Regions from separate parts of the Mus musculus genome. Here regions 2, 3, 4 and 5 are each linked to region 1. The links are chromatin contacts, called in public capture Hi-C and promoter capture Hi-C maps. All regions are on one chromosome and are shown on one strand. Each heading gives the region's core, a stretch centred on a gene start, on an enhancer-like site or on the middle of the called end of the contact. The rest is flanking DNA. Distances are from core to core; before and after follow the strand shown. Region 1 holds the start of Bckdha (branched chain ketoacid dehydrogenase E1, alpha polypeptide). Region 2 holds the start of Sertad1 (SERTA domain containing 1). Region 3 holds the start of Itpkc (inositol 1,4,5-trisphosphate 3-kinase C). Region 4 holds the start of Kcnn4 (potassium intermediate/small conductance calcium-activated channel, subfamily N, member 4). Region 5 holds the start of Irgq (immunity-related GTPase family, Q).

Region 1 (4,803 bases), core at 1,353-3,852:
CTAATATAAGTCAGACAGTCCTACTGCCCTTTTGTACCGGGTCCAATCTGTACTGCTGACAAGCTGGTATTTCCACAGCAACCCTAGGAAGTGCCCAATACTGGCAGTGTATGGAGAGGCACAAGGTACAGTTCCTGGCCCAAGCCACACAATTGGAAAGTGGCAGAGCAGAGAGGCAAAAATCACGTGGTCCAGCTCTAGACCCCATCCACTTAACCAGACCTGTTTCCACTGGAAATTTACTTCAAAGCCCTCTAACCAGGTATTACCAACAAAATTTTTCTTTTGTAAGAGACTGTCTCACTCTATAGCTCCTGAAACTCTACGTAGACCAGACTGGCCTGTAATTCACAGAGAGGAACAGGACAGGGGGATCAGGTGCAGGGAGAGCAGGGAAGTCGATGGAAATTGGCAGCAGAGGTAGGGTGGGGGTTGAGTTGTCTTTACAATGTGCCAGAGTCCTGGGGGTGGGGTGGGAGAGGCCCCAGGGAGTCTATGGGGACGACTCTGAGAATATGGCACCTGAAGTGGCCACTGCCTGTGGCCAGGCAGGACTCCCAGTGGAGGGACCCACCCACAAAACCCTTGACCCAGGATGTGTCTTGCCTGCGAGATGTGCAGGGACATGGATGGAGCAGAGATAGAGGGAATGACTGACCAATGACTGGGACCCATCCCACGGGCAGGAGCCGATCCCTGAGGCTGTTAATGATGTTTTGTTATACTTCCAGGCAGGAGCCTGGAATAGCTACACTCAGCAGCAGATGGAAACAGATTCAGAGACACCCCCCCCCACCCCCCCCCACCCCCACCCCCGCCAAGCAGTACATGGAGGGAGCCTGGGGAGTCTTGTGGAGGAGTTGGGGGAAGGACTGGGGGCCCAGGGGAGGATGGTGGCTTCACAGGAAGACCACAGAGTCAACTAACGTGGATTCTGGGGGGGGGGGGGCTCTCAGTGACTGAACCACCAACTAAAGAATGAGCACTGGCTGGACCTGGACACACACACACACACACACTTGTGTGGCTTGTTCTTATGTGGGTCCCCCAATAACTGGAATGGGGGCTGTCTCTGAACCTGTTGCCTGCCTGTGGATTCTTTTCCCCTGGCTGGACCACCTTGTCTAGCGTTGGTGTATGGTACTTCAATGATTTGATGTGCTGGGGAGGTGATAGAAGCTCCCCCTTTCCAAAGGAGAAGGGGGAAAGGAACAGGAAGAGTAGCTGTAAGGGGGGGGGAGGGGCTGGGAGGAGAGGGGGAGCTGATATCGGGATGTGGAGTGAATAAATAAATAAATGAAAAAGAGAAAAAGACACAGTTTCACAATGTAGCCCTGGCCTGGTACTCACAGAGATCTGTTTGCCTAAGTGCTGGAATCAAAAGCATACATCACCACACCAGGTCCTATTCTTTTTAAAAAGAATCTTTTGGGGGGTGCAGGGAGATGGCTCAGTGACTAAGAGCACTGGCTGCTCTTCCAGAGGAATTGGGTTCAATTCCCAGGACCCATATGGCAGTCCAAAACTGTCTGTATGTACGCAACTCAAGTTCTACAGAATCCAACATCTTCATGCAGACCAAACAACAATGCACGTGAAATAAAAATAAGTAAACCATTTTTAAAAATCTTTTTTTTTTTTTTTTGAGATAGGGTCTCACGTAACTCAACCTGGCCTCAAATGCCTCCTCTCCTACTTCCCAAGCGCTGAAATTACAGACATGTGTCGCCATATCCAGATAAACAAACACACAGGGCTAGGAGCCAAACTCTGGACGTGGCGCGTGCTAGGCAAGCATTCTACACTGTGGTGGTACATTGCCAGACCGCAACAGATTTTGGAAGTGTTATCCTGCCCTTATCAACAATGGATCAAAAGGGAATTCCGAGTTTTCTCCAGTGTTTTCAAGAAAAGTGGGCAGCCAAGCACCGTAGCTTACATCTGTAATGCCAGTACTTGGGAGGCTGGGACAGGACTATCTCCAGTTCGATGCCTGTCTAAGCATCTGGGTGAGCTAAAGGCCATTCCGGACTCGTGGGTGAGATCCTGTCTCAAAAAAATAACGTGGGCAAAGGGTCCTGTTTGAACTTGTAGCTCTCTTTGTCTCCCTTCATAATCATCTTGTGTAAAGGACAGTCATGGCAAAGTCCCTTGCCTTGCCTTTTGATCAGGTGGCATAGGAATCAAACCAGTTTCTTGCTCAACTCCCTTTACAGTTGGAATTTAAGCAATGTAGGACCCTATGAAAACCTGATCTGTCCTTTCAACCCCCGTCTCGTCTCCTTCTATCGAGGCCCACAAGTAGCTGCCTTGCTTTTCCTCTAAAGGGATTCTTCCCTTGAATTTCTCTTCAAGAAGTTTCTCGGACCTTTTCTTTCTTTCCTTCACAGCCCGCGGTGTCTCACACAATGTAAGAATAACTTTTACGTCTCTATTTCTCCCTAAGAAAGACCCCGTGGGGCTCAGATACTCACAGATCTAGCCAAGCCCCGAACCCCAGATCGTCCCAACAGGAGAAGAGCAGCCTGGCGCAGGCCACGGCTCGGCCTCCAGATCTTGGCCGCAGACATCACTATCGCCATCTTGGCTAATAACCACTCCTCCTTTCTCACAGGATAGACATACGGCTGTCCCACCAGATGCCTTATTCAAATAGCAGCACCGCTAGGCCAACACGCTATCTGCTTCTAACCACCTTGCGACAAAGACGCATAAATGAGTAAGGTGGCAATTTTTAGTCTCTAAAATTGCTCCGGTCGTCTGCTTCTAGTTGCTCCTAATTCAGGCAACTAAAAGGACAACTTAACTTGAACCTTCAGGGTTCAGGACCCGGAGCCCTGAGCAAAATGGGCCCTCTCCAAGTCCCTCCCCCTGTTCCCTGTTGTCCAATGGCTATGCCAGAATTGGGAGGTGGAGGTGGGCGGGACCAGATTGTTAGTAAACGCTGAGCCACGTGCTAGGGCCAACTCGGGCGTGCCCTAGACGGGCGCATGCGCAATAGGTACGCGGCCGGTAGAACTGCGCGCGCCGCTAAGCGGAAGCTACGGTGGGAGCCGCAGCGCGCGTGGTCAGCGGCTATGGAGGGCGCAAAGCGTGCAGACGCCAATTTACTCACTGACACCGGAACAGAGTCCAGCCCCCGAAGTCCAGTCTGCAGTCTCCGGCACTTTGCTTGTGAGCAAAACCTGCTGTCCCGGCCGGATGGATCTGCTTCTTTTCTTCAAGGTACGAGCCTCACCAAGTTTAACTCAGCGCGCGCCATCCTCACCGAAGAAGGGTTTTTGAAGAGCGGTTACTGTGTAGTATGTAACCAAGTACGCCCGCCTCCTTGAACTTATTTCTAGATGTTGAGTATACCCACCTCCCGTCTCGAGAAGAAATGAGTTGGCCAGCCTGGTAAATCCCTCTCAGAGGAGATCGAGAGCAAGACCACTCTCATAAGAGTGACTATCCCAGAATAGGTATTTCACCAAGGCAGATATTACCCTTCTCTAGATTTCTTTCTTTCTTTTATCTTTCTTTCAAGACTTATTTTATTTATATAAGAGCACTGTAGCTGTCTTCAGACACACCAGAAGAGGGCATCAGATCCCGTTACAGATGGCTGTGAGCCACCATGTGGTTGCTGGGAATTCAACTCAGGACCTTTGGAAGAGCAGTCAGTGCTCATAACCACTGAGCCATCTCTCCAGCTCCCCTTGACTAGATTTCTTGGGTTTTTGTTGTTGTTGTTGTTGTTGTTGTTTTCACTTTGTTGTTGAACTCACTTTGTAGACCAGGCTGGCCTTGAACTCAGAAATCCGCCTGCTTCTGCCTCCCGAGTGCTGGGATTAAAGGCGTGCGCCACCACGCCTGGCTTTGACTAGATTTCTTAAAAAACACTTCTAGATCCATACATCACCGGTTGAGGCTAAGGTGTTTATTTGCATAAATACCCTTTGAGACAGACACATCACCACCACTGGTTTAAATATAATTACTGTGGCAGATGATACATCTAAGTAAGTGCTCTTCAAATTAAATGTGATCTTCCCATCCTGGGCTGAGAAGCATCTCCCCTTCCCCGGTCCCATCATTTAAGAAAACGTGCCTTTCCTTGGTATACACATTTCATCAGACTAAATGAATAGGGAGAAAAGAGAAGTCTTGTGGCTGAGACCCACACAACCCTATATCCCAGTCGGGCCAGCCAACTTTGAGAGGTCATGAGAGGGTGAGAAACTACCAGAGTAGACAGATGAGAGGGCAGAGACAGAGTTGACAATGGTGAGTTTGTTTGAGATGTTAAAGGCTGATCACCTTATGGCTAATAAGCTAGAGGTCATTGCTTATAGTGGTGGGTCAGAAAGAGCGAGAAAAAAAACAGTTGAGACAAGTCTCCAGGCATTTTCCTGCGAAGGAATCAGATAGATGGGGCAAGAGCTGACGACTGATAGAGCTTAAGAAAGGAGAAAACTGGCAGGTCAGTGGTGGCACACACCGTTAGTCCCAGCACTTGAGACACAGATGCAGGGTCTCTATGAGTTTGAGGCCAGCCTGGTCTATAGAGGGAGTTCCAGGACAGCCAGGAAACCCTGTCTTGGGGAAAAAAAAAAAGGGGAGACAGCTCGGGGCTGGAGAAATGGTTTCTCTTACAGAGAACAAAGTTGAGTTCCCAGCACCCATTCAGGCAGCTTTCAAGCACTTGTAACTTGTGGGGAGCCAGGATATTGGAAGCCCTGTTATGGCCTCTGCAGGGAACTATACACACACACACACACACACACACACACACACACACACATAACTTAAAAAGTAAAATAA
Region 2 (4,803 bases), core at 1,292-3,791, 1.8 Mb after region 1:
TAGACTGTGGAGAGAATTATGTGCCTTTACCTACCAGGATCCCGACTCCAATTAGAATTGTTATCCTCTTTTCACATTAAACCAAAGGCCAACAAGCAACTACTATTCTCTTTTTTTATTTTTATTTCATTTATTTATTTTTAAGACAGAGTTTCTCTGTGTTGTACTGCAACTAACTCTGAAGACCAGGCTGTCCTTGAACTCACAGAAATCTGCATATCCCTGCTTCCCAAATGCTGGGTTTAAAGGTATTCGCCACCACACCCAGTTTAGTTTGTTTTCTAAAGAAAGATAAGGCTTAAGGATTGAAGAGAAGGCTTACTGGTTAGGAGCACTGACTGCTCTCCCAGAAGATCTGGGTTCAGTTCACACCTGTCCTTAACCCTCACATAGATAGACATACATGCAGGCAAAACACCAATGCACATAAAATAAAAATAGTTAAATAGAGCCAGGCAGTGGTGGCTCACACCTTTAATCCCAGCATTTGGGAGGCAGAGGCAAGCGGATTTCTGAGTTCGAGGCCAGCCTGGTCTACAGAGTGAGTTCCAGGACAGCCAGGGCTCCACAGAGAAACCCTGCCTCAGAAAAAAAAAAAAAAAAGTTAAATAGAAGATAGTGCTTGAACCTTTATTGGTTACATAATAGATCTTCTAAAAGATTTATCTTAGGGGGCTGGTGAGATGGCTCAGTGGGTGAGAGCACCCGACTGCTCTTCCGAAGGTCCAGAGTTCAAATCCCAGCAACCACATGAAGATTTATCTTACTTTGTATACATAGGTGTTTTACCTACATGTCTGCCTATGTACCACATATGTGCCTGGAACCCACAAAAGCCAGAATAGGGCATCTGGAATTATATTGTTGGGACTCCTATGTAGGTGCTAGGAATCAAACCCATGTCTTCTGGAAGACCAGACAGTAGTCTTAACAGTTTAACCACCTCTCCAGCTTCACAGACTAGCTCTTTGTTGATTGACTGTTTGTTTGTTTGTTTCTCCACACATGGTTTCTCTGTAGCCCTGGAGACAGAACTCAGCTTGTCACTTAGCAGCACCAGTGTCTTTACCCACTGAGCCACCTCCTCAGCCCAGCATTCTACTGTTTGGATTTGTGTTTGTGCTTGTTTGGCTGTTTATGTAGTACGTGTATCGAGTGACTGAGAAAGTCAGAATAGGGTGTTGGATCTTCTAAAACTACAGTTATAGGCAGTCATGAGCTGCCATGTGGGTGCTGAACTGAACCTGAACCAGGAGCCGAGCCTGGTCCTCTGCAAGAGCAACAAGTACTCTTAGCCACTGAGCCACCTCTCCAGCCCTTAATGTTCTACTCTTAGTAAATCATCAGGCTATTTTACTTTATTTTATTTTTCAGTGCTGTAACCAAGTGCAGGTGTTTAACATGCTGAAATGTGAGGCAAGCACTCTTTCACTAAACTGTACCTTTCCAAACATATTTTAAGAATAGCTGAAGGCCAGGTGTGGAGCGCAGGCCTTTAACCCCAGCTCTCAGGAGGCAGAGGTTAGTGAATCTCTGAGTTAGAGGCCGCCTGGTCTATAGATTGAGTTACAGGACAATCATGGCTGTTGCCCAGAAAAACCCTGTCTCAAAATAAACGAAAACCCAAAACCAAGACAAAGAGACAAACAAAAACATACACAAAAACTAAACTAAAACCCAACTAACCAAACAACCAAAAAAAAAAAAAAAAAGAATATTAGGTGTGGCATAAGTCTCTGGTTCCAGTCACTGACAGGCTGAGGAGGGTTGGTTGCTCTGTTTCCCAGGCTAACTTGGGCAAGTTAGTGAAACTGTCGCAAAAAAAAAAAAAAAAAAAAAAAAAAGTTCGTCGGTTTTTTTTGCTAGTTTGTTTTGTTTTGTTTTGTTTTGTTTTAAGACAGGATCTCACTCTGAGGTCCAGGCTGGATTCAAATCCACTAAGTAGTCCGGCTGCAAACTCAAAGCAATCCCCCATACTTTAGTTTTCCCATACTGGGGTTATGGGTGTGAACAACCACGCCCCGCAGGAAATTATTTTCAGGGACTTAAACTGCTGCCCAAAGTCACACAGCTCCTCCGGAACTGATGCCCAGGACGTGACTCTGGTGTCGTTCCGTCCCCCCCTTACTCCCGTCTTTAATCATAGTAGAATCCAGTTGTCTCACTGTATTGAGTCCAGTATCCTAAGCCCTACTGAGAAAACTGTTAATTTTGTAACTCTCAAGAAGTAGGTCCTCTTCCAGAAGTCATACAGTTTTCTAAAATAACACATGAAGTGACAGGCCTGTACTTTTTAAAGTACAAAACCCCTACCTGTCATCGCCCCACAAGGGAAATCGCTACCAGAGCTGTCCCTTCGCTCAGGCAGTCCTCCTGGGCATGCGCTTTAGGGACAACCTCCCCCCTCCTTCTGGAACGGCCCCGCTCAGGCTCCGCCCACCACCACCAACGAGAGCCGATCCCTGAGCTGCAGGGCGGGGCTGCCACGCGAGTGGGCGGGAACTAGGGATAGTCGAGTGTCTGGAGTCGTGCGCCGGAGTCAGAACTGCGCCTACCGTCCCAGGTGTCGGTTGCTGGAGCAGAACAAGCTAGCGATGCTACGGCAGCCGCTTCCTGATTGGCTGCGTGTGGCTCCCTCTTCGTTCTGATTGGCCGCGAGTGATCTGTGTATGTAAATGAAGGGGCCTGGTGGGGAAAGACGGGGGTACGGGGGGCCGGGTTCTTTAGGGTGTTCGATACCTCAGCTAGGTAGATGGTGGCCGGGGCTGACCGGGATCGAGCGCCCAGGGCCTGTATGTGTCGCCCGCCCGGGCCGGGCTGGGTGAATCACGTCGGAGCCCGAGAAGGGGGCGGAGGCGCCGGCTCCCTGGCTCCGGCTGCGTGACTCACCCGCCCCCGCCGCCGCCGCTCCGGGAGGAGCCGCCTCCGCTGCCTTCCGGAAGCGAGGGAAGGCCGGGCTCACTGAGCGGCCCGCGGGGGTCGCGGCTCGCTGTGGCCCGGGAGGGACAGGCGGTACCCTGGGGAATCTAAAGGATCCCGGGGTCACTGGGGCCGGAGTCCCCGGGGGAGCCCAGGTTGGAGTACCGCTAGGGGGCGCCGGGACTCGGGGGGGCGGAGTCGGGGTGGGGGCTGAATTCCTGCGGTTCCCGGCTCCCGGGTCTTCAGCGAAAAGGGCAAAGACTGGATTTTTAGTGTCTTGCTAGGTCTAGGCAGCGTCCCCGGGACTGAGACCCTGCGGCCTTTATGCCCCCGTTAGATTAGGCTAGGGGCTTCAAACTCTAGTCCTCTTGGAAGAAAGTACCGATTTTCAAACTTCTGTCAATGACTTACTCCCGCGGCCCTTCAGGGTTTCCCTTGTCTCTCTCTTTCCTCAATAAGTTCGGGACCCTTACTTCCTTGAGTGACTACTAACAGCTTAGGCTTTAAACCCAAGCGGCCAGCATCCCAGTGAGTACAGCAGTCGGAAGGCAGGCAGTTCAGGCCCACTTCTATCTCCAAACCTACACACACACACACACACACACACACACACACACACACACACACACATGATGCTGCCCCGCCACCGATCTTTCCCCAGGCAGCAGCTACCGGGGATCCTCTAGAGACCTTGCCAACTAACGTCACCATTCATCTTCCTGCCTAGACCCTACCCTCCATGACTCTGTCCTGACACTCTGAAAATCCAAGCCTCCTATTCCTGCCCGCGCCTCCTCCTGCTTGCTCCCCACCCCCACCGGGACTCCTACTGTGTCACACTCTCTGCGCCTGCTCCTAGTGTGTGGTGGCCTTCTTTTTTTTTTTTTTTTTAAACTCCCCAGTTCAGGTTTACCTCTCTCTGTCTTCCTTTGGCTCTTTCAGGAAAGCCTGGCCCTGCTTCTCCATAGCCTACAGTGCAAACAGCAGGACTCAGCTTCAATGTACTTATCTTTCTTAGAAAAACCTGCCTTGACTACCTCCCAGGATGGCATCTTCCTACCACTTTCTGTACATTTGACCATAGAGTTCCATGCATAGCAGATACTCTGTATTGAACTGTGTAAGATGGCTGTATTTGTAATCAAGGAATGGAACACACCTGTAATCCTAACCCCTTGGGAGACTGAGACAGGAGGATTGCCTGGAATGGCTGGTCAGCCCGGACTACAGTGTGGGGCCCTGTCTCAAAAGAGCAAAACCAAAGAGTGCTTATAAATAAGAACTAGTGATGTGGTTTTAGAGCTTGCTGTTCCTACAAAGGACCTGATTTCAGTTCCCAGTACTCACATCTGATGGCGTACAGTTACTTTAAAATCAGCTCCAGGGATTCCAGCAGCTGGCTTCTTTGGACATCTGCACGCTCATGCGCGCACACACACAAACACAAAAATGTAAAATAAAAGTAAAATTTCAAGTACTAATGACCATGTTGCAAGGGCTTTTTGTTCCTTTAATCTAATCTGTAGTAGCAACTTATAACAGAATGCTGTCTGTATCTCAGAAGCTCACTGAGGACGCTGAGAATATAACTCAGTTGGTAGAATGTTTGCCTTACATGCAGGAGGCCCAGGAAGTTCCATCCCCAGCATCAAATACACCAAGTATGGTGGCACACACCTGTAATCCCAGCGCTGGGAAGGGGAAGAAGGGAAGAGCAGAAGCTGCCTACATAGCACGTTTGGGGGCAGGTCAGCCTGAGTTACACGGGACCCTGTCCCGTTAGAAACAAATAAGAATTTGCTTAGAAAACCTAGACCTGGAGGTTAATCGACTGGTCAGGATCCCACAGACAGCAGTTGTCAGAGCTGGGTGTGAACTGAGTAT
Region 3 (4,803 bases), core at 1,665-4,164, 1.6 Mb after region 1:
TTGCCCTCTGAACTCTTTTTTTTTTAAAGATTGTATTTTTAATTATATGTGTGTGGGTGTGGGCAGGTCTCTGTGACTGCAAGTCCCCACAAAGGTCAGAGGCTTTGGATCCCTGGGAAGTGGAGTTACAGGCAGTCACCATGCTGGATATCAAACTGTGGTCCTCTGCAAGAGCAGTCCGTTCACTTAACTGCTGAGCCAACTCTGCAGTCCCCTAACCACCTTTGAACAGTTAATGAAAGCTGGGCCTGTTGGCTCATACCTGTCATCCCGGCCTTTGGAAAGCTCCAGGGAGCAAAACTGTTACTAGCTCGCTAACTTAGATGCATGCTGGATACCTGGCTATCCAGGCTATTTGGTCCTTTGAAGATCTAATGAAAGCTGGAGGCAGCAGCTTGCATTGGCTATGGCTCGTGCCTGTTAAGCTCAGCCTTGAGAAGGGTTGGGGTTGGGGAGCTGGAGAGATGGCTTGTTGCTCTTGTTGAGGGCTGAGGTTTGATTCCCATCACTCAAAAATGGTGGCTCGCACCATCTGTAAGTCCAGGTCCAGGAGATCTGACTCCTTCTTCTGACCCTCCGAGGTAGCAGGCATCCATGCAGGTAGTGCACATAATATGCATGCAGGCAAAACACACACACACACGTAAAATAAATCAATCTAAGTAAAAATAAATAAATAAATACATCTTTTTAAAAAGGCTTACGGCATCGGGATGGCTGCAAGTTCAAAGCCAGCCTTGCTTCATAGTGAGTTTGGGCAAATGAGTGTGGCATGGTAGCACACCCTGTCTGTAATTCCTGAAAGGCAGAGGTAGGATGTGATCTTAGCAAGCAGAAGTCTAGTCTGCAGGCCAGCCTGGTCGACACAGCCAATCTATCTTATGGGGAGGTGGGGTACAACACAGTGGAATATGTCTGTAATCCCGGAGGCTGGGTGAACAGTTCAAGGCCAGCCTCAGTAACAAAGAAAATCTGAGGCCAGGATGGGCCACAGAAGAATATCTAAGGAAGATAAATAAATAGAAGGAAAATGGGGGGAGGAGGGAGAGGGGGCAAATAGGCCAAGGGTTCAACCAATACATCTGAGATTTTGTTTTTAACATTGGTGTTTTGCCTCCATGTGTGTCTGTGTGAGGGTGTCAGATCCCCTGGAACTGGAGTTACAGACAATTGTGAACTGTCATGTGGGTGCTGGGATTTGAACCTGGGTCCTTTGGAAGAACAGCCAGTGCTCTTAGAGCTGAGCCATCTCTCCAGCCTCTTACTGGTGGTATTCTTAAGAGCTGGGCATCAGACTTCCTGCGGAGGAGTCCACAGAAGCCTTGCATGTAAAATTATGTGTGCACCTAGACTCACACACTGGCACAATCTCAGAGATCCCTTAGGCCTGATTAAGGTCCACTGCGGACCGCTCCCAAGAACTAGTGACAGAGGGGTTAAAGGAAAAGACAGAAATGAAAGAGCAAAGAGTAGGGGGTTAATGAAATGGGTTAGTCACCTGGTGTCACGGGGAAGTGACCAGTGAATGGAAGAGGGAGCGAGAGATGGAATTGCCGGCAGGTAGGTAAGAGTAACCTGGAAGAGGACTTTCTAAGCCAAGGCAAAAGGATGGGAGGACATGAGATTTGGGGTGGTGGGTCCTACTCACTCCAGCTCTGTCCTCAGGATCGCTGGTACCTCCGCCCCCGGCTACCAAGTCATCCTCAGATTCATCAAAAGAGGAGGCAGAAGAGAAGCCGCCAGTGCCCCCCTCAATCCGGGATTGGGGTCCCACCGGCTGGGCCTCAGGTTCAGGAGTCTCTGGGGTGATGATAAGGCGGGGCACAGGACACAGGGAGCTGCACTCCAGGTGGGAGCACAGGTTAGTCACCAACTCTCCAGGCTCTGATAAATCTAATGGATCATTTCCATTGGACTCCCCCAAAACGCTGTCATCCCGGAGGCCATCAGTGCCAGGTTGAGTCAAGGCACTCTCAGTGTCTTTTGAGGAAAAACCATCACTCCCAGGTTGTCTGCAGGCTGTCTGAGTACTAGGTCCTTTGAGAGAGTCATCAGTTTGGGACTCTATCCAGAAGCCGTCGGTGTCATGTGGAGTCCTGGAAGCATCCGCGGACAATTCTTTGCCGGAGTTATCAGCACTTGATTCTGGTGAGAGGCAGACTGGGTGAGTTTGGAGTTTGGACACGCCATGGTGGGTCCTAAGGTTATCAACCCTGGGCTTGTTGTCCCTCTCTGGCAGAGTCTGCCACATATCGGATCTGTCCAGTTCGGTCCAGGACTCATCAAACCCTGGTTGGGTACAGAGGCTGGCTCTCTTTGGCCGAGACTGGAGGTCAGATCTGTGAAGATCAGTTCGAAAGCCATCTGTCCAGGAACCGGCCATCTCCATCTCAACCAGGGGGCTGTTCCTTCTTGGATGTGTCTGGAGGTTGGACCCGTCTAGCTCCTTATTTTGCCTGGGCTTCTCCGACGCAACTACTAGGCCAGCTGCTTCGCACTCCGCGTGTCCATCTCCACAGGATTCTGCCTGTGGACCGTTCGGACACGGCGCAGGCTCGAGGTCGGTCCTCTCCGCCTCGGAGTGGAGGCTGGACTCCTCGATCCAGGCCCGGGGACCGCCCCCCTCCGGCCGTCCCGTCGGGCCACCTGCTCCCGGTCCAGGTCGTTGTAGTCCAGGCTGTCGCCGCCGCCCACCTCGCAGCGCCTCCAGCCCCATGCGGGCCTCGGCTGGCAGTGCGCCGGCCTCCGCCTCGCTCAGGCTCCCCCGGCACGGGCAGCGCCTCATACCCGCTCCCAGGGCCCGGGCTTTGGCCCGTCCGGCCCCTCCTTCCCCTTTAAAATCCTACGAGGGGTGTGGCTGGGGAGCCCCAACTCGTGGGTTCCGGCCCGCCGAGCTCCAGGCCGCTCGGATATGCAGGGGTTAACCGATACTCCACCTCCCAGGGAAAGCCCAAAACACGGCCCTCGCCGGAAGTGACGAGTTGACGAGTGTGGGGCGGAGCCTCGGATGCCACCGTGTGTCTCGCAGGGAACCAGCACTTGGCTTCTGATTCTGGTCAGGGTCTAGGTCGTGCGCCCCCGCGATCTTTCCCTACATCACTTACTCCGCCCCAGTAACAAGTTCAACCACGCACTCATTCAACATTCAGAGACAAGATGGACTTTCCAAAGACTTGAGACATCCCCACAGGCGTAAGTTTCAGTGCTTCCGCAGTCAATTCTCAAGCAGTTAGTTGCCTTCCCTTCCACTAAATCTCCCGTGAGAAGTCTGATGCATGGTGGTACAAACCTGTAATCCCAACACTTGGGAAATGGAGAGTGGAGGTTCAGAGGTTGTCATCCTTAGTTCCATGGCCAGTTCCTAGTCAGGGGTAGTCACACACGCACACAGAGGAGACAACTTGATGGTACAGCTTTTTATACCCGCACTCTGGAGGCAGAGGCTAACGGATCTATGTGAGTTCTAGGCCAACCTGGACCACATAGACCCCCCATCTCAAACACTCCTCCCCAATACACACAAAAGGGGAGGGGAATGAAATGACAGCAGGTCTGCCAAATCTGATGTCCTGAGTTCGAGCCCAGGACTGCAGAGTGCGAGATTTGTGGATAAATAAATTTATATGTGTTTGTTTTCAAAGAATTCCAGGGCTAGCCGGGTATGTGCCCTACACCGTTAATTACTGTACTAAGGAGTCAAAGGCAGGCAGATTTCTGAGTTCAAGGCCAGCCTGATCTACAAAGTGAGTTCTAGGACAGCCAGGGCTATTACACAGAAACCATGTCTTGAAAAACAACAAAACCCGGGCGGTGGTGGCGCACGCCTTTAATCCCAGCTCTTGGGAGGCAGAGGCAGGCGGATTTCTGAGTTTGAGGCCAGCCTGGTCTACAGAGTGAGTTCCAGGACAGCCAGGGGCTATACTGAGAAACCCTGTCTTGAAAAACAAACAAACCAACAACAACAGGGGAGAGAGAGAAAGAGAGAGAGAGAGGAAGGAAGGAAGAAAGAAAAAGAAAAACAACAAAAACAGTCTCAGGGCTGGAGAGATGGATCTGTAGTTAAGAGCCATTAGTCGCTCTCTTGAAGAATTGGGAGTTTGGTTTCTAGCACCCTGAATGGGGGTTCACAATCATCTCTAACCACAATTCTAGGGCATTGAACACCCTCTTGTGGTTTCTTCAGGGCATGCATAGCATGCACAGACATTTGCAGGCAAAATTACCCGCACACATAAAATTAAATCTTTTTAAGGCTGGCAGGGTGGCACACACCTTTAATCCCCAGTACTCAGGACAGAGGCAGACAGATCTCTGTGAATTTATGCTAGTTCCAGGTCAGCCAGAGCTACATATAGAAACCCTGCCTCGAATAATAAAGTACATAGGTAAGACCTTTTTAGGAAAGAATTCCAGGGCTGGAGAGATGACTCAGTGGTTAAGAGCACTGACTGCTCTTCCAGGGGTCCTGAGTTCAATTCCCAGCAACCACATGGTGGCTCACAACCATCTGTGATGAAACCGGATGCCCTCTTCTGGTGTGTGTCTGAAGACAGCTATAATGTACACACATAATAAATAAATCTTAAAGAAAAGAATTTCAATGTTTAAAACAATGAAGAAATCTCATGTCTAAACCATGGGTGATGGCACACTCATATAATCATATTACACAGGAGGCAGACACAAGACATTCTTATGTTTCACTAGCCCAACACCAACCTGGCCTACATGATAAGAGCCAATCTCAAAAAACAAGAGCCTGGGTTTTACATGGGCACAAGGTCTTGGGTTTAAAAAAATTAT
Region 4 (4,803 bases), core at 986-3,485, 1.3 Mb before region 1:
ATGTGTGTGTATGAGTATGTGTGTGTGTATGTGTGTATGTGTGTGAGTGTGTGTGTGAGTGTGTGTGTGAGTGTGTATGTGTGTGTGTGTGTGCTGTGTGTGAGTGTGAGTTCATGTGTGTAAGTATGTGTGTGTGTGTGTGTGTGTGAGTGTGTGTGTGTGCTGTGTTGGAGTAGGGTGCACAGAGTGTGCTTGTCTGTGGAGATCAGAGGCTGATATAAGAATAGCTTCCTCAATTGCTCTGCACCTTGTGTGTTTATGCACTGTGTGCATGTGCCATGATACACACAAGAAAGTCAGAGGACAACCTGCAGGGGTCTGTTCTCTCCTTCCACCATACAGGCTCTGGGATTTGAACTCAGTTAGTGCCCTTAAACCCCATGAGTCTTGTCACTAGTCCTGCACCTCATTTTTTGGAAACTTCGTCTTTCACACCAACAGGAACTCACTGATTCGATTAGAATGGCTCCACCCATCTGACTACATCATCTCCCCACTCAGGGCTGGGGTTGCAGGTATGTGCCTGTGCACCTACGGTTTTTTTTTTTTAACTACTTGTTTTATTTTAGTCTTATTTGTGCTTGAGCATGCATTCGTGGCGTGTGTGTGTGTGTGTGTGTGTGTGTGTGTGTGTGTGTGTGTAAATGTGCATGTAACACCCAGTCTGACTCAGTGAAATAGCTCTGTTACTTATATCAGGATATATGCCCACGCTGAGGGCCTTTCTCTTCCCTGAGTGTGGTGTTTGTGTGGCCATGCACATGGGAGTATAACGGGTATGTGTATTGTGCGTGATGTTGGATTGATGGTGTGCTAATCTGGACGTTGGTGTTCTTGTGGGTCCGAATCCAACCCCATCCCCTCCAAAGGGTTCATATCATCCTGGACTGTGTCCTGTGTGGCTAGAATGTCCTAGAATGTCCAACGCTGGGTAGGCGTTGCTTGCACACTTCCATTGACTGTTCTCTGTGCTAAGGTATGCAGAGTGTCAAGTGCACCAGTGTATGTCAGGATCAATGTCAGGTGTGTGTGTGTGTGTGTGTGTGTGTGAGTCCCACACACAATGATGTGAGCTAGTGTGCATTTCCTGTTTTCTGGGCGCTGGATGACAGTGTCTGCCACCACAGGTGTTTACACATATGGGGCATCTCTCTGTGTTTCACATTCACACCCCCTTGTGTGTCTGTTGACGCATGTGTGTTGTGCCTGGTGATTCTTACAAATTGGTGTGCTCAGACCTGCTGTGTATTTGTGTGGCTCCTGGTACATGTCCCGTGTGGTCGTTGATGCTTAGCTCTTTGTATCGTAGAATATTATAGTGTTTTACTTGGTTTTGGTTTTGGAAACAGGGTCTCATGTGGCCCAGGCAGACCTTGAACTCATAGTTGACAATGATTGAGACCTGCTGATCCTCCTGGCCCCAGTTTCCTAGTACCAAGAGTCAGGCATGCACCATTGCCCACTTTATGCCATGCTGGGATCTACCTCAGAGAGTCTGTGATTCAAAGGAGCCCACTAACAGCTGCACTCCATCCCTGGTCCCACTTAAAAATTATCATTTAAGATTTATTTTTTTTTATGCGCATGCATGTATGTGAATATCAGCCACATGTGTCAGGGGCTCCCAAAAACCAGGAAAAGGGCGTCATCTCCTGGAGTTGAAGTTACAGGTGGTTTCAAGCCACCCACCCAGCAAGTAGGTGCTAGAAACGGAAGTTATACTCCTCTGGAGAGGAGCGCTCACTTTCACTCGCTGTGCCTGACTTTCCAGCCCCTCCCCCGCCCCACTTTGAATGTGTGACTGCGTGAGCTCAACCTTTGGGTGGCCCCGTGTGCAATGGGACGCTGCTGCCCTGCTAAGTGCTGGCGTGTGTCACACCATGTGTGTGTGTGGTGTCTGGGTGTGGCTGTGGGTTTCTGAACTTTCAGGAGTGTGAGTCACTTCTGTGGAGGTTGTGTGGTGTGTGCTGGTGTGTTGGGCTCCGTCTCCGGTCTGTCATAGGGTGCTCTGTGGTGTCTGGGTGTGGTGGGGGTTTTAGGTGTGTACCACAGAGTGCAAACGGTTGGAGAGTCACAACCTATTGTGTCAGTGTGTCTTTGCCCACGTGGATGAACTCTTCTTCCTTGCCCGGGACCACAAGACACACCCCAGCCCCTCCTTAGTCTTAGAAGGGAATGGGATAGCCAGCCTCCCCCTACCCAGGGACCTCCCCGTCCCTCCCCGCCCTGCCCTGCCTGCTGCAGTTACCACTCCCCAGAGGGCACAGGGCTAGGCTGTGCCTTCCAGCAAAAGTCCCAGAGTGAGCAGAACAGGCCGCTGGCCTGGAAGCCAAGCTGGCTGCCATTTGCGTACTGAGAGGTGGGGGACCCTGGGCAGGAAGCTGGCTGAGCCCCAAGACCTCAGGGGCCATGGGCGGGGAGCTGGTGACTGGCCTGGGGGCCCTGAGACGGAGAAAGCGCCTGCTGGAGCAGGAGAAGAGGGTGGCCGGCTGGGCGTTGGTGCTGGCGGGAACTGGCATCGGACTCATGGTTCTGCACGCTGAGATGTTGTGGTTCCTGGGCTGCAAGGTGAGTGGGGCCTTCCACCGAGCAGGGAAGGGACGGGGAGCCTGGTGTGAGGGAGGAGGGCTGGGGTCTGCACCCCTGGGTCTGAGGGAGGAGGGCTGGGGTCTGCACCCCTGGGTCTGAGGGAAGAGAGCTGGGGTCTGCACCCCTGGGTGTGAGGGAGGAGGGCTGGGGTCTGCACCCCTGGGTCTGAGGGAAGAGGGCTGGGGTCTGCACCCCTGGGTCTGAGGGAAGAGAGCTGGGGTCTGCACCCCTGGGTGTGAGGGAGGAGGGCTGGGGTCTGCACCCCTGGGTGTGAGGGAGGAGGGCTGGGGTCTGGACCCCTGGGTCTGAGGGAGGAGGGCTGGGGTCTGATCCCCTGGGTCTGAGGGAGGAGGGCTAGGGTCTGGACCCCTGGGTCTGAGGGAGGAGGGCTGGGGTCTGATCCCCTGGATCTGAGGGAAGAGAGCTGGAGTCTGCACCCCTGAGTGTGAGGGAAGGGGACTGGGGTCTTACACCCCTGAGTGTTAGAGAGCAAAGCTAGGAGATCTTATACTCCTGGGCATGAGGGAGGAAGGCTGGCATCTTCCACCCCGGGGTGTGAAGAAGAGAGGAGAGCTGGGGTGTGAGGGAGAAAGGTTGGGGTCTGCACCCCTGGGTGTGGGAGAAGAGAGCTGGTCTGGACTCCTGGGTCTAAGGGAGGAGAACTGAGGTCTTACACTTCTTAAGGTCTAAGAGAAGAAGGCTGGGTCTGGACCCCTGGATGTGATGGAGGTAGATGGGGGGTCTGTACCCCTGAAACCTGAGCTAGTGTGATATCGTCCTCCCCCCAGCTCCCCCCAACCTACACACACACACACACACACACACACACACACACACACACGCACACACACGTACGCACACATGGGAGACAGTTCTCAGTGTTAGCCTTTGGGTAAGTGTTATCAGACAGACCACTGGGGGTCTGGGCCTTGTTGAGGCCCATACAAGGCTGATCCTTGATAGCCTAGCTCTGGTGAAGGGAGGGCTGGCAAGGGAGAAAGACGTTGTCATTAGGCGTCTCCTTGCTCCTTATCTAGCCACTGCCATTTACCCAGTGCCACCAGGCAGTGCTCTGAAGTAACTGACAGAGGAGACTGTGGGGAGTGGAGCCTTCACCCCACCCTTACCATACAGAAGTGCCATTACCCCCAGAAGGCACCACTCACCAGATAGTGGTCTACTGTGGTTTGAAATCCTTCATCCCTGTGGAAGAGGAGACTTGGGGTTCAGGCTCAAGAGTCTGCAGGAAGAGCCTCAAAAAATCTCACCAGGCAATGGATCCAAGCACTAGAGAAGTCAGGGGAGGGAGGCTGGGGGGGGGCGGCAGGCAAGAGAATCAGAAGGTTAAGCCCAGCCTAAGCTACATACTGAGTTGGAGGCTAGCCTGGGCTACACAGACCTTATCTCAAAAACTGAAATAAATCCAAACAAGGTGGGGGACGGAGAGAACACACACAAGAGAGCTATCAATCGACCTCTGGAAGACCAGGGAGTACAGGCAGGTCTTAACAAGCCCTGGGGATATTCCCACCCTGGTCAGACTTGTGGCAGAAGAGAGATGGAGGGCAAGGTTGGGTGTGTGGTTTGAGGGGGCAGCACACTTGCTTGTTCAACAGAAAAGTTGGGACAGGAGATGTGTGTGTGTGTGTGTGTGTGTGTGTGTGTGTGTGTGTGTGTGTGTGTGGTGTGTGTGTGTGTGTGTGTGTGTGTGTGTGTGTGTGTGTGTGTGTGTGTGTGTTTGCGTGCCCGCAGGTGGGACATTCTTTGGGAGAACTTCTCGGCCCCGGTGCTCAGCCGCTGTGGAGTAACAGACTGGCAGGCACATGGAGGGTCAGGGCAGGCCAGCTTCCTTCAGCCAAGTGGCCAAGGAGAGGGCAGCTACTGCGAGGGGGTGGGGCCGTCCAGAGCCATGCCAACAGGAAACATGGCTGGGGCCTGCCCGGCGCTCCCACGCTCCTGCACCACGCCCAGTAGGAGAGGTGTGGACCTGGGAGCCCAGGCAGAAGGGAAGGAGCCAGGGGGTCTTTCTCATCCTTCATTTCTCCTTCTTCACTACCTGCCCAGGCCCTTTCCTCTGACTGTGATTCTTGAAGGAATGGATGAGGCTCTCTGAGCCTCAGTTTCCCGATCTGTTCAAACGTAGCCATTAGCACCCTTGCAGCTCTTGTTTGAGACAAGCTCTCTGGTAGCCCAGGCTGGCCTTGAACTGGCTAG
Region 5 (4,803 bases), core at 1,309-3,808, 1.1 Mb before region 1:
ATTCTATAAACTCTTTTGAACACTCTGCCTGGCTCTTTCCACATGGTATATTTTGCAGTGCCCAATAAATCTGATATGTGACTCAGTGGTAGAGCCCCTGCCTAGAATCCCCCAGTGAGGGGCTGGGGGTGTGGCTCAGTGGTAGAGCCCCTGCCTAGAATTCCCCAGTGAGGGGCTGGGGCGTGGCTCAGTGGTAGAGCTCCTGCCTAGACTTCCCCAGTGAGGGGTTACAGTGTGGCTCAGTGGCAGAATACTTGCCTACTATGCACAAGTTCTTGATTTTGGTTATTATTTTATCTATTTGGTTTACTTGTATGTGTGTGCACCATATCCATGCCTGGTGCCTGCAGAGGTTAGAAGGCATTGGATCTCCAGGACCTGGAGTTATGTATGGTGTGAGCCAATATGCCGGTGCTGAGAGCTGAACTTGAAATCTCTGTAAAAGCAACTAATGCTCTTAACTCCTAAGCTGTCTCTCAATTTTGTTCTGAGAACCACCAAATTGGGTGGGGGGGGGGGGCGGGGGGAGTTGTGTAAGACAGGGTTGGTCTATGTAACAGCCCTAGTTGCCCTGGAACTCAGTCTGTAGGCCAGGCTGGTCTCAAATTCATGGATTCACCTTCCTCTCCCTCCTTGAATGCCGGGATTAAAGACATGACATGAGCCACCACCACTTGTTTTAAATACAGGGGGTTTTGGTTTGTTTGTTTGTTTTTGTTGGTTGTTTTATGTTTTGTTTGTTGAGACAGGGTTTCTCAGTGTAACCTTTGCTGTCTTGGAATCACGCTGTAGACCAGGCTGGCCTCGAATTCAGAGATCCAATTGCCTCTACCTCCAGAGTCCTGGGATTAATGGCGTGTGCCTGGCTTAAATACAGGGTTTTGAAAACTGAACGGTAATCCCAGCTTGTCCAAGCCAGATGTGTTCCTTGTGGTCTCTGCCTGTGAGACACTGATACTACCGCTGCGGTACACCGCAGCCCGACATTAGAGCCGAATGAGATAATCAAGGTCACTCCTCCATACTTGGCATCGAATGCACCCAGTGCAGAGAACACTCAGTCAGGGTCACAGCTGTTATAAAGTAGATGTTATCATTTAAATTAAATTTCATTCAAGTCAAGTTTTCCCCTTTCGACAGCTAATTCCATAACTACCCCATGGAAGTGAGCTGTGATGCCCGTTTTGGTTTGTTTATTAAGACAAGATTTGTCTGTGTAGCCCTGGATGTCCTGGAACTTTCTCTATAGAGCAGGCTGGCTTCAAACTCAGTGAACGGCCTGCCTCTACCTCCTAAATTCGGGGATTAAAGGTGTGCTACCACCATAGCCCGTGTTGCACACGTTTGCTACGGGAAACTGAAGCATAGTCATATTGAAAGTCTAGGGGGAAAGTGGGACAAGAACCCTGGGGACTCATTCCAGGTAATGATATTGCCAGTCACACCCCACAACCCAATCTTCGCCTGGCAGCCCTTTATTCCTCTAAATGTCGTCCTGCTTCTGTTTGTGTGCCCAAATCAAGGGAAATAATTTTGATCATGAGAGGAGGTCATTCCTGGCAGGTAGTCACTGCGGCCACCTGTAGCAGGGCGGGGCGTCGAGATATGGAGGTCCCTTTAGTGTCTGTCACTCCTGCACCCAACCCCTCTTTCTGGCAGTACTCAAAGAGGTCGTCTCCTGGGCTGTCTGGACTCCATTCCTTGGGAGACGCTTGCCCTCTACAGTGTCTTCAGGGCGATGTTCTGATATGAAAGAGAGAGGGGGGGGGCGTGGCTGCCACCAACCTTAGTGGGCCTCGCTCTATTTTTTGACACTCACTGAACTCTAATGACACTCTCACTAGAAAAGCTTCAGCAGTCTCACATGGGAGACTCCTCGGGTTTGTGACACCTCGGTCTTCAAGCCCCTGTGTCCTCATCTTCACGAAACCGAATTCCCTCGAAGGTGGAACTCTTGGTCTTTCTTACCAGCCCCATCCTAGTTTCTCACGTGTCAACCATAACCCCCGCACAAGCAGTGGTGCTCACACTTGAGCCCGCCTTCTCCCAGGAGACATCCTTCTCTGACATTGATTACTGTTTCACCGTAGTCACCGCCGCCCGCGTTCACTAGTTCATTTCTGGATCACGCTGCTCCCATGCACTGCCTTCTGCTCTTAGTTCTTGATGGTCACGGACGCCTCTTGCTTTCCTCCCCGAAGACTGTCCCTTAGCTGCGCCTGACAGTTGGTCGCCACAGCTCTGCCACCGGACGAGAGCGGGATAGTTTTTCCTAGTCTCCAGACTCCAGTGATCTGTTGCACCACCATTGTCCCCGAGTCAGGTTCAAGGTTGCAGTCCGGCACTAATATAGTCACGGCAGGCAAGTCTTCGCAAGGGCAAGTGGAGAGGTCCTTTTCTGTACAGGGGTGCGTGATGATGACGTTGGTTGTGTGCTCCGTACAACGCTAAGCTTACTGCGTGGGCTCATCGCTTCCTGTCCCCCTTTGCCGTACAAACCCTGCACGTACTGCGCAGGCGTATTGGTTGCTGGTCTTGGTGGGGCACCGCCCCAAAACTTTCTGCGCACGCGCATGGGTTTTATTGTGCCTTTGCCCAAACAGCCTTAGCTAGAAAGAAGGAGCTGCCAAAAATTCTTCCTCTCCGCAGTGGCACTCCAAGACACACCGGTCTTGGAAGGAATGACGTCAGTATAGAGCCACCTGAAGGAGTCCGGATGTTTCTAAATCCGGACACTCCTGCCCCTTCAGCCTCCGTCAGCTCGTCTTAAGGGGCTGGGCCTCTGTGCTCTCCAGGCGTGTCACCTCTCTGATCGGTTGGTGATTTGGAATGGGGAGGGGAAAGACCATTCTCGAGTTTGGCAGTCAGGTTTTTGAGGGTTTTTGTTTTCCTTCTTCTGTTTCTTCTTTTTTAAATAGAGAAATGCATTCGTGTGGAGAATGGGCATATACCTGGCTCTCCCAGGAATAGGCCCTGGGGGTTGAGTTTCTAGGTCCTGCAGCGTGACACTGGAGAATGGAAGTAGAGGACAGGCTGGAGGACTGAAGCCTGGATCTACAGTGAATCAGTTAGGAGAGGGTGTTGATTGGTGTGGGGGAGTGCGACGCCTTTAATCTCAGCACTCTGGGAGACAGAGGGGAGAGGATCGATCTCTTGAATGTCAGGCCAGCCTGGTCTACGTAATGAGTTCAGGCCAGCCAGGGCTACACAGCGAGACGCTGTCTTAGAAAAGAAGCAAACAAAAAGTCTTACGTGCTCCCTGACCAATTTCTTTCCCCGCCTCTTGCTTTCCAGCAATGCCTCTGCCTCAGGGTGACGTGACTGCCTTATTCCTGGGGCCTCCCGGCTCGGGAAAGTCCGCCCTGATCGCCGCGTTATGCGGTAAGAATGTGGACACGGTAGAGATTCCCGATGGACGGCAGGACTCTGGAGTCCCCAGCCTGAGAGCTGCGGCTCCGGGCCTCTTCCTGGGTGAGCTGAGTTGCCCACCCGCAGCTCCCGGGCCCTGGGCGGCGGAGGCCAACTTGCTGGTATTGGTGCTACCAGGATCTGAGGGGAGCGAGGAGCCCTTGACCCCAGCTCTGGGAGAGGCAGCGCGAGCCGCCCTGGCTAGAGGAACCCCGCTGCTGGCTGTCCGGAATCTGCGCCCTGGAGATTCCCAGAATGCAGCTAAAGCCCGGGATGAGACTGCAGCCTTGTTGAACAGTGCTGGGTTAGGAGCTGCGCCTCTCTTTGTGCCGCCGGCGGATTGCAGCAGCAGTGACCGCTGCGAGGAGCTAGAGCGCCTGCAGGTGGTGCTGCGGACCCAGGCGGAGGCGCTGCAGAGGTGAGGGGACAGTTCGGGCTGGATGGGGTGGCCTTAGATCCAACTCAGCTACGGAGGTCTTTAAAGTTCTCGAGCCCTGTTCCTAGAGTGTTAGACGCAAGCTTTTCTTGGCTGCCCATTCGTCCATACCCTACTTATTTGCGTAGGACAGCACCCACCACACCCATGAGCACAGAGTTTGAGATCATGGAGACTCTGCCATAAGCAGGGATCACTTTTCTGTCGTTTAAAGCCTGCACCGTCAAGGGTCAACTGGAAAGCCCACCACAAAGGTCCTGTTTCGTGCAAGCTCTCTGGCATCACAAGCCCAGATATATATATATATATGCAAATACTTGTGTCAGACAAGATGCTGGACTCCCATCTCTCGTAACATTTGAGATCCCTCTCCAGCACTCCCATCCTCCTCATTGGCTTGGTTCTCAAGTGACTCCCCTCCCATCCTTCCTTTCGTTAACACCAAACCTTTACAGAGCATTATTTCCGATTGCTCGCCCTGTTCTTCCATTTCCAGTTCCCTCTCAGTTCTACCCTGCCTACTGCCCGCCAATCCACCCAGCCCCTCCCCACCTGCCAGCTGTCTCATTTTATGGTTCTCAAAATGCGACTCAGGAAGGGTCTGCATAAGTTGGAGAGCTGCTTCTCATTTGTTTAGTTAACCTCGCTGGCCCACCAGTACTAGATGAGGTCTCTCTTATTTACATCCACCCTCAGGGACACCATAGGCCATACTGAAATTGCCATTATGTCCTCGCCTTCCTCTAAGCCCCACTCCATAGAAAACGTGTCCTGACCAGCACACCATTGGAAAAGCTCTGACCCCGATCTCTTGATCTGTATCAAGAGAAGTCCAAATAGGGTCCTCATCGTAGTTTCGGTTGGAAACCTGACCTTAGGTTAGTTTACCCGCGGGACCTCTAGGGGACTTAAGCTCTTCCCTGAACTCTCTTAACTTTATGGTCCCGCCTCACCTGGTT

The links. Promoter capture Hi-C pulls out the DNA fragments that hold promoters and counts their contacts. Capture Hi-C pulls out chosen DNA fragments and counts their contacts.
Region 2: a contact with region 1 is called in a promoter capture Hi-C map of liver, with 4 times the contacts expected there. The contact joins the promoter of Sertad1 here to the promoter of Bckdha in region 1. A contact is called at or near these places in 2 of 39 promoter capture datasets (cranial neural crest and frontonasal cranial neural crest), 1 of 484 Hi-C or Micro-C datasets (B cells), 1 of 115 datasets of contacts at active chromatin or transcription factors (astrocytes) and 1 of 9 other capture datasets (liver).
Region 3: a promoter capture Hi-C map of embryonic stem cells shows a contact between it and region 1, with 5 times the contacts expected there. The contact joins the promoter of Itpkc here to the promoter of Bckdha in region 1. A contact is called at or near these places in 1 of 39 promoter capture datasets (embryonic stem cells), 2 of 484 Hi-C or Micro-C datasets (B cells and embryonic stem cells), 8 of 115 datasets of contacts at active chromatin or transcription factors (astrocytes, differentiating embryonic stem cells, embryonic stem cells and 2 more) and 2 of 9 other capture datasets (adipose tissue and embryonic stem cells).
Region 4: a capture Hi-C map of macrophages shows a contact between it and region 1, with 3 times the contacts expected there. The contact joins the promoter of Kcnn4 here to the promoter of Bckdha in region 1. A contact is called at or near these places in 1 of 484 Hi-C or Micro-C datasets (B cells) and 1 of 9 other capture datasets (macrophages).
Region 5: a promoter capture Hi-C map of liver shows a contact between it and region 1, with 3 times the contacts expected there. The contact joins the promoter of Irgq here to the promoter of Bckdha in region 1. A contact is called at or near these places in 3 of 39 promoter capture datasets (cranial neural crest, frontonasal cranial neural crest and second pharyngeal arch cranial neural crest), 3 of 484 Hi-C or Micro-C datasets (CD4 T cells, cardiomyocytes and cerebral cortex), 3 of 115 datasets of contacts at active chromatin or transcription factors (acute myeloid leukemia, astrocytes and cardiomyocytes) and 2 of 9 other capture datasets (adipose tissue and liver).

What each region holds. Positions count from the first base shown.
Region 1 is chr7:25,656,159-25,660,961 of GRCm38.p6, forward strand. It overlaps Bckdha (branched chain ketoacid dehydrogenase E1, alpha polypeptide), which reads right to left and starts at 2,603. Exons shown (of 9, transcript NM_007533.5): 1 at 2,475-2,603. The coding sequence starts at 2,582. Exosc5 (exosome component 5) reads left to right here and starts at 2,995. Exons shown (of 6, transcript NM_138586.3): 1 at 2,995-3,225. The coding sequence starts at 3,078.
Region 2 is chr7:27,484,412-27,489,214 of GRCm38.p6, forward strand. Sertad1 (SERTA domain containing 1) reads left to right here and starts at 2,542. Exons shown (of 2, transcript NM_018820.4): 1 at 2,542-2,667. It overlaps Gm38972 (a long non-coding RNA gene), which reads right to left and starts at 2,549. Exons shown (of 5, transcript XR_881906.2): 1 at 2,314-2,549; 2 at 1-4.
Region 3 is chr7:27,225,703-27,230,505 of GRCm38.p6, forward strand. Itpkc (inositol 1,4,5-trisphosphate 3-kinase C) reads right to left here and starts at 2,915. Exons shown (of 7, transcript NM_181593.3): 1 at 1,649-2,915. The coding sequence starts at 2,785. It also overlaps a transcript of Coq8b not described here.
Region 4 is chr7:24,368,028-24,372,830 of GRCm38.p6, forward strand. It overlaps Kcnn4 (potassium intermediate/small conductance calcium-activated channel, subfamily N, member 4), which reads left to right and starts at 2,236. Exons shown (of 9, transcript NM_008433.4): 1 at 2,236-2,568. The coding sequence starts at 2,410.
Region 5 is chr7:24,528,090-24,532,892 of GRCm38.p6, forward strand. Irgq (immunity-related GTPase family, Q) reads left to right here and starts at 2,559. Exons shown (of 3, transcript NM_153134.3): 1 at 2,559-2,815; 2 at 3,295-3,826. The coding sequence starts at 3,297.